Regions from separate parts of the Gossypium arboreum genome. Here region 2 is linked to region 1. A link is a contact called in public Hi-C data. All regions are on one chromosome and are shown on one strand. Each heading gives the region's core, a stretch centred on a gene start, on an enhancer-like site or on the middle of the called end of the contact. The rest is flanking DNA. Distances are from core to core; before and after follow the strand shown.

What was found. Hi-C and Micro-C count contacts between places; a contact is called where the count stands out from the background.
Region 2: a contact with region 1 is called in a Hi-C map of leaf, with 3 times the contacts expected there. The contact joins the promoter of LOC108484146 here to the promoter of LOC108486519 in region 1. A contact is called at or near these places in 2 of 5 Hi-C or Micro-C datasets (both in leaf).

What each region holds. Positions count from the first base shown.
Region 1 is chr9:41,692,479-41,697,146 of ASM2569848v2, forward strand. LOC108486519 (protein PPLZ12) reads right to left here and starts at 1,611. Exons shown (of 5, transcript XM_017790609.2): 1 at 1,139-1,611; 2 at 805-925; 3 at 596-687. The coding sequence starts at 1,333. It overlaps LOC108486518 (LRR receptor kinase SERK2-like), which reads right to left and starts at 4,382. Exons shown (of 3, transcript XM_017790608.2): 1 at 3,803-4,382; 2 at 3,367-3,627; 3 at 1,664-3,260. The coding sequence starts at 4,226. The coding sequence ends at 1,936.
Region 2 is chr9:41,983,673-41,988,086 of ASM2569848v2, forward strand. It overlaps LOC108484146 (40S ribosomal protein S20-2), which reads right to left and starts at 2,622. Exons shown (of 5, transcript XM_053019522.1): 1 at 2,385-2,622; 2 at 1,634-1,839; 3 at 1,345-1,471; 4 at 1,072-1,185; 5 at 70-455. The coding sequence starts at 1,456. The coding sequence ends at 313.

The DNA of each region.
Region 1 (4,668 bases), core at 361-2,860:
ATACTAGGCGCTAGATTGCATTTTGCCTCTCTACTAAAAAATGGGCAAATTAGTAATGGGCAAATTAGTCTCTATACGTTAAATCAAAGAGGCAAATTGATCCTTTTTTATGAAAATTTCATTCATTTATACTGGTAAAAATTAGCATAACTGATGGAATAACCAAAAAGTGACACATGATGTGCCATGTGTATTTGATACTGATGTACAAGGACCATTTTTGAACCGTAGAACTGGATGAAATTTTTTACAGAAAGATCAGTTTGCTTTTTTATCTAATATATGTGGACTTATTTGCTCAAAATGCATGACTCTTAGTACAAGGACATCTATCGTACTTTTTTCGAGAGTGACATATCAAAGTTTACTTAGGTTTACCAGCTCATCAGTTTCTACAACCAAAATTTATCTATACATATACATGCCTATATAATCATTGGTCTTCTTCGGTCTACCCGTTAAACAGTTTTTACAACCAAATATATATGTATGTGAGTGTATATATACATGTATGCCTTATGCGCTTAATTTAAGCACTCTTGAGTAGTTTGGTGCATAAGGATAACTGGTATAGCAAATGAATGAACTATACTACCTTCTCAATTTCCTCAAGCACTGCTTTAGCAACCTCACCCTTTTGTTCAAAGAGTTCATCCAAATCCATCCTTGGAACTATAGCTCGAACCACTACCACCAACAAGGGAAAAGAATGAGACGAAATGGGATGCATAAATGGTTTTAGTTTACCAAAAAAGGAGCATAATATTATGGCTGATACGCATAAAGAAAGCCAAAGAAAATGACCATCAAACACAAAAGCCTGGATCTGTTCTTTGGGATTTTGCAGCTCATAGAATGCATCATCAGCATGTCGTTTCATCACTCGGTATTGAATGGAGCAAACCAATTGAACAAAAACATTGTCCTACAAAATGTAACATTCTCGTATTCATACTCATTGATCTTCAGCTAGTAAAGCAACAATATCAATGTAAATCTTGTTCAATATTGGGCGATTTCCCAGCAAAACAAGCACACACAAAAAAAAAAAAAAAGAAATGATAAAATTCATATGATGAATTGATTAGAAATAGAGAAGCTAGGCATATTGATGGAAGGGGTTAATACGGGACTTGACCTTGGTTTTGGTCTCGATGCGAACATCGAGAGAAGAGATTCGGGTAGAAAGGACGCCAGCGAGCCATTGACCAGCGCAGGGGTTAAATAAGTGAAGGCCAGGCTCCGCTAACTTCTCGAAACGACCCCACCTCTCCACCACGCCTATACTGGCCTGATCGACGCACGCAAAGAATATGCAAGACGTATTCCCCATTTTTTTTTCTCAATCGATAATAAACAAAACGGATGAAACAAAAAAGAAAGAACTAAAATCAAATGAAAGGAGGTGGAATTCTTTGGTTCTTGATTACGAGTTAATACGGTGATAAGTAGGAGATTCGGTGTGGACGGACTACGATAAGGATTTGGACTCTCGACTTCTCGTGTCGCCTCCTTCGTGGTGATTTTTTTATTTTGAGAAAAAAGTTGGTTTTAATTGGATTTGGATAGCATCCAGGGTTGCTTCTTGACGTAGGGGATTATTACCTTTGCTTGACCCATTGCATTTTGAAGTGCAGAAAAAACAAAATAGAAATCAAGTATATTTACTAAAACGCTCCATAATATGGAATGGTTATTATCTTCTGTTTTCGTACTCTGAAGATATCATACCAGAATATCTCACCAGACTCTGATCAAACAAGTAAATTTCACATGACTTTACCCAAAGTATCCCAGCAAACACAAAGAGCCATCATAAAGCTAGGGAGATGAAAATAAAATTAAGGGTTTACAAAGTTACATCACTTGTGCCAATGAAAGCACAAAAATCCAAAACTTAAAAAGCTTGACATGAAAATCCAGTTGAAACCGAGTCTACACGCCCAGATCTTGAACCACTGCTTCCATGGATGGTCTTTCTACAGGACACTCGTGAGTGCAATGCCAAGCAATTCTTGCAAGTTTAGCTGCTTCATATTCCAAGTACCTACCATGTAGGTTTGGGTCTATAAAATCTTGGATTCTACAACATTCACCTCCAACTCGTACCAAGCTAGTCACATTTCGTTTCCCACAAAGGACTTGAAAAACCACGACCCCAAATGCATAAACATCACTCTTCTCGGTAAACCAGCCTGTACTAGTGTATTCAGGAGCTAAGTAACCCATAGCAGCACTGCCCTTGAGTGCTGCAAACACGATATCATTGGTAAGGAGGTTGTGCAAGCCCGAATCCGAGAGCAAAGGATTGAACTGATCATCGATGAGCACTTTTTGAGCTGAAATGTTTTGGTGAACGAGGGCAGGTTTGTTTACTTCGTTACGATGCAAATATGCTATACCTTTGGCTATGCCTTTAACAATGGAAACTCTTGTGGACCATTCCAAGACCTGTCCATTACCATCCTTGACATCAAGACAGCTTAGTAAATTCCCATTAGGGACAAAATCATATATGAGAAAGCACTCTCCCCGGGCCTTTGAACAACAGAACCCTCTCAATCCCACTAAATTTTCATGCTTCAATGAAGCCAAAACATTCAGTCCCTTCAAGAACTCAGCGTCATCTGATTTGCAACTAGTTTTGCCGATGCTTTTAATCGCAATAGCTGATCCATCCCTTAGAAACCCTCTATAAGTTGCGGAAAAGTTACTCTTCCCCAATAAATTTAACTCCGAAAAGTACTGAGTAGCTGTCTCCACCTCTTCTAAGTTGAACCTAAAGCTCTCAGCAAAGCCATTGTAGTTCCTGCCATCAGCCAAAGGATCCCAACCATTAGCATACTCAAGGCTAATGAGTGGAGATCCGTTCTTCCTACTAAACTCCTTGGTTTGATCGGTGCTAAGGCGGTTTTCAGGAACTTCAGATAAGCTACTAAGCTTCTGTTTCTGGCGATGATATTGCATGAATGTGACGAGTCCTATAACTGATAATGCAACTATGACAACAATCAGGGCAACAAGAATAGGACCCCTTTGAGACTTTGATGGCTTCGAGCAGGGCTTTTGCTCACAAGGTAACTGAAGATTTGCCGTCTCCGGTATTTCTCTAGTAACACCAGCTGCCTCTGAACCATACACCTCAGGTTTGCTTGGATTAATATGATCAGAATCATTACAAACTTTCAATGATGCAAAACCAGACCCACATAGACCCGGATTATTTTGAAACAAGAATCCATCATTCAGCCTCTTAAGAGCTACATCAAACCAAGAAGGGAAAAAAATCAAATGAAGTTCATTATTATTTTTCCATAAAGCCAAGCAGAATATAGTTATATATATATATATACATAAAAGATGTACCAAGAGGGACATTGCCAGAAAGTGAATTGTTCCGAATGTCTAGAACTTGAAGCAAAGGTGCATCAGCTAGTTTCGTAGGGATAGAACCAAAGAAACTATTGAAACTCAAATCAAGCCTTATTAATGTACCCAAATCCCCTAAACTTGCAGGGATTGCACCAGTAAGTTGATTGGACTGCAAGGCAAGTACATTAAGCTTCTTTAAAGATCCCACTTGTGTTGGTATGCTTCCTGTGAGCTGGTTATAACAGAGCTGCAACACTACACAGTATATTTGCAAAAGAAGGAAAAGGGAAAAAAAAACCCAGTTAAGTGATTTTTGCTTTAAAACATAAAGACCCAAAATGGAAAATTTTCTCATAATCCAAACACAGCAAGATTTGGAAAAAAAACCAATGGTAAATAGAAGAGAAAATTCAAATACAAGACCACTAACCCTTCAAGCTACCCAGTTCACCAATCTGAGGAGGAATCTGACCAGAGAGATTATTCATGTTGAGATATAAATCAGTGAGTAGAGTCAAGTTTGCTATTTCTTTAGGTATCACCCCATACAAAGAGTTGTAATGCAAGTAAAGCCCTGTCAAGTGTTTAAGCTCAGCAATAGCCGGTGAGAGTTTGCCAGACAATCCTTTCCCTTGCAAAGAAATGTTGGCTATTTGGCCTTTCTCGTTACAGCATAAGCCTTCAAATGAACCATCACAAGGGTCACCATTAAAGGTCCATGAAGAGAGATACTTGTTCTCTGGGTCTAAACCAGCTTTGATTTCCATAAGTGCTTTGAGTTCAGTATTTGCACTGAAACAACACTGGGTTGTGAAGAGAATGAGGAAAAAGCTGAGAGGTGGTCTGAAATCCATTGCTTTTGGTCTAAAAAAAAAAAAAACAGAAGAATGCTTCTGAATCTTCTTTTCCCTTTTTTTTTTCCTCAGTTCTCAAGTGAAGAAGAGAGAAAGATGTAGAGATGTGTCCATATATGCTTTGATTGCTGTTCTAAAGATTTGACAATTTAAAAACGCTTTGTACGATCTCAAAATAATTAAAATAATAAATAAAAGTAACATGGTTTTAAATATTAAATAATAATATAAATACAGAAACTTTAATATGAATTAAAAAGAATGTGAGCCGTTGGATTTAATGAAGAGGAGGAAGAGACTTTGGTTGATCCTCAGACATTCTCCTAGTAAAGATATTTTCCCAAAAGGGTAGCACCAATCTTTTGCTCTATAACAACGCTAATAATATTGTATCTTTATCCATAACATTTTCATAACCAGGTACCACTAAAACTATTAATTT
Region 2 (4,414 bases), core at 1,372-3,871, 290 kb after region 1:
TTAAAAACTGTGATGAATGAACTGATGAGAGATATACCAACCATAAAAAATTTTAATGAGAAAAAGTACTAAAGAAAAATGCAACAAAAATTATATTAGTCTCTTTCATGTCCTTAAATACTACACAACTCGTTTCTTGACTTTTGATTTCAAATAAATTTAAAAAATCCAAACATAATCTTCGGATAACAAAAAGGAAACAAAACCTGGAGCCATAAAACAGATGAAGACTCACTTCAACACTAGTATGGGAAAAATACAAGCTAAGGAACCCTACAAATCATTCTAAGCAGAGCAGAAGTGACTCCATATTTAAGAATCTGCAATGGTGACCTCCACCTCCACACCAGGTTCAATGGTAATAGATGTTATCTGCTTCACCACATCAGGAGAACTGAAGAGGTCAATAACTCGCTTATGAACACGAAGCTCAAACCGATCCCATGTGTTTGTTCCTACACACCACCCAAATGATTAGTCTTGATGCATCATGACCCTTAGCATACTAGATTGTTATTTTAACACAAACAAATCACATGTGCACCATGTAGCTCAAGCATCTAACATTAGCAAAGTCAAGTTCAACATATCAGAACAAGCAAAAAGTTAGCAGTTAGTTCCTTCAAGAAAAAGATGGATGTGGAATTCAAAATTATTAACCAGCATGCAATTACAATAAAGTAGTATAAAATGCAGAGGACAAGGCAAGAATGCATAGACACTCCTGTTTCTTGTGGGTGTTATGATTACAGAGAAAAACAGCATGCAATTACAAAAAAGTTGTATAAAATGCAGAGGACAAGGCAAGAATGCATAGACAGACCTATTTCTTGTGGGTGTTATGATTACAGAGAAAAACAGAAATTCAGCAGTATTATATGCTCCATCACAACAAGATACCATTTCTAAAATCATTTCTGACGAACAGGGAACTAGAGTATTCTCCATACAATAGGTTTCTGAAACATGCTTTCGAGGTAGAGTCAAAATAGTTTCAAACATAAATAATTGGGTAATAATGTAAGCTACACAATACAATAAGAGTCCGTTGGACTCAAGGGGAGTAAATACCTTCACCACATGGAGACTTCCTTGTTGTAATGTGAAGAACCTTGGTAGGCATCCTCACAGGTCCCTTAACTCTCAGTCTCTTATCCTTGGCACCACGAACCAGATCAGCACAAACTATCAATTAGACATATAGACATTAGACTAACCAATGCTTAGTCTATCCATTTAATCCATATCAGACCCCCAGAAAGTACTCATCACTATATGAAATTTAGCTAAGAAGAGGAAAATTTGATAGTAACAAGATTATAGAGGTATAAGATAAATCGGTACCTTTCTCAAGGTTTTTCACATTCTTGGAGGAGAGAGTGATTCTGATCTTGTGTATCTGTTCTTGGGGCTCCTCCAAACCAGGCTTGGTCGGCTTCATTGCAGCGTAGGCCATAGTTGCTTTTGTGTTCTGTTCAGTACAATCAATTTCTAATAAATAAAAAAGTTATCATCCAAAAGCAATTCACAAAATTAAAAATCTTAAGACTCAGTCAGCTTTTAGCTAGAAATATCAATATATAAATGATATCGCAAGGGGTGATGGCAATTAAATGCACATCAATTTTCTCACAAAATTCTATTTTCAGTTTCAGTTCTCCCTTAGTTTCTTTCTGCTTTGTCCTCATTCTTCTTTACCGATTTCTGAGTTGAAACATGTCATAAGAGATAACAGTCTGACTAGAACTCAAAAGGAAATGGGTTAATTGAAAAAAGGATGCTGATAGGATTGTCACCAAGGTTGGAAAAACTAGGAGCAGTTGAAAATGGAGCTGCAATCTGAAATGCAAATGGGAGAAAAGTTCAGAGGTTGAAATGAGAAATATGTTTAAAAGATGCAGATGATGAAAGGCTCAATCAGAGGAATGGCAGAATTTGAGTCAAAGCTGAAAATTGTATTGTGAGTTGCCACAACAATAAAGTTATAAATCCAGGACTGCGGTTGCTACCAGAAATGTTGGTAGGTTCTAGGATTCAGACTAAATACTCCAAGGCCCAGTGTCACAAATTCGATGGTGGGGATTGTCAAGGATGGTTGCCTAAAATGGTTCTTTGAAGATGATCAATCCAATGATTTCCATTTTAAAACAGTAACGGAAATGTTGCGAAAACTGGAAAAGGTTATAACCCAAAAATTGTGGGTTTTTACTTGTTTGATTGAAGATCAATCCGGTGAACTAGAGCTATAAAACCCAGAATACAGAAAACCTAAAGCACTGTTCTTTCTTATTTTGCTCATTAATCTGACCCCAATTCCAAAGCAAGCTATTTTACACATCAAATAAAAATACCAAGGAAAATAAAAGGGAAAGAGAAAAGGAAACCTGGAAGAAGTGGATGAAGTGAAAGAAGTTAAGAGAAAAGGAAACCTGGAAGAAGTGGATGAAGTGAAAGAAGTTAAGTGTTAAGCAACAGCCTTTGGTTGCCTCTTTCCTCAAAAGCCAACGGAGTAAATGTATTTTTAGAAGATATGCAAGGGGATCGGTAGTGGCAGAGGCTTTTATTATTAGGGTTAGGGTTTTTAGAAAGAAGGCTCGACCAAATAGATTTACGGGGTCGGGCTGCAATATTTAGTGGGTAAATTCTTTGTTGGTAACCCAACTTTTAGGGTCTTCCTTAGTAATTTTGTCACCTAGGACGTTTTAAGCATTAAAAAAATTAAGAATTAAAGTAAAAGGTGGTAGATGCTAAAATGATACACAAAATTATTAAATTATACTTATTTATTTATTGATAATGCCAATTGATTTGTTACTATAATATTGAAATTAATTAATTTAATCTCTTCTAAAATTTAAAATTTTATTTTATATTTCCATATTATCCTTAACGAAAATAACTTAAATAACTAATTTTAATAATTGTTTACGAAATTAAAAGTTCTTTTAGTTATATAATCTTGAATATTCTTAAACTAAAACCAAAGCAAAAATACTTGTAATTAATTAAATTAATTGTTTGTTCTTCATTTGGGTAAAGAAGTGATGACAAAAATTATGAGTTTTATTTAGTATAAAATATAAAATTAATTAATTTAAAAGATTTTTCTTTACTTTTAGCTTAACATGAATTATTTGAGTTTAATTTGAAAACATGAAATAAATTTTAAATTTTAAATAAAAAGTAAAAATTTACTGAAAAATTTGAAAAGTAAACTTAGAATTTTAGGAATATTGTAAAAACAATTTCTAAATAAAATGTCTAATCTACCCTTATTCTATATAGGAGTTGAAAATATATAATTTATATAGGTAATTAAAATGTGATAAACAAAATAATATATTAAAAATCATATTAAAGCAAATTTCACCAATATGAACATAAATAGAATTAAAGAAAAGAAATAATATGATTTAATATTCTAATAAATAAATAGAGAAAACAATGATAAATGGATCACTAATAAGAAAACTATAAAAAATAGTATTAAACATGTAAAATAAATAAATTCATCCTTTCATCTCAAATCTTAAAAAAATTAAGAGTTTTTTATCGAATAATATAAAAAATATGAAAATGGGTTGATGCTAAAATTAAGTACTGAAAAGGTATATTTGAATGGGTGGAGGGCGGTGCATACGCGGCACGACCCTCATTTTCTGACACTTTACAGTAAAAAAAATATATATTTTAGTAGTGGAGAGTGTCAGATAGGCGGCACCAGTTGTGCCTATCAGATAGGCAACACCAGTTGTGCCTATCTCGATAAATGACACCCAAGATATTCCCCACTCCCTATCCTACTCAGATCGGTTTGGAAAAAAATTTAGCAGAATAAGAGAGGGAGAAGAGGAGAAAGAAAGAAAAGAGAAGAAAGAAAAGAAATGTAATTTTTTTATTGTTATTTTCAAATATAATAGATTATGATAAGAAAAAAATTGTTAGTATTATATAGTTTGTTTAGTGTTATTTTTATGTTTTGTTTTAAAGTTTTTTGTTTATTGTGATTTGTTACTAAGTTTTGTGTTTAGATTATTGAGAATGTTATCTTGTAAAATTTTTAATATATTTGATATTGTTAGAAATGACAATAAATTTGATATTGTTAGAAATTGACCATTATCATTCATTAAATTTTTATGTAAGTATTTTTATGTTGTTTGAAATTGTTTTGAGATCTTTTTATTAATTTTTTAACAGATTGAGTATTGAAGATGGATAATCATTTTTTTGTATGCGTTTATTTCGATAGAGTCATCTTGATAACAACCGTTGGATGTATATTTGAATGTTGGCAACAAATAGCAATGAGATTTAATAGAAATGTCTCATTAGATGATATGAAGGGAAGGATTAACACAAAAATTGTAAGACGTTGTGGGAGAAGGATCTCGAAACTTTTTTACAAGTTTCC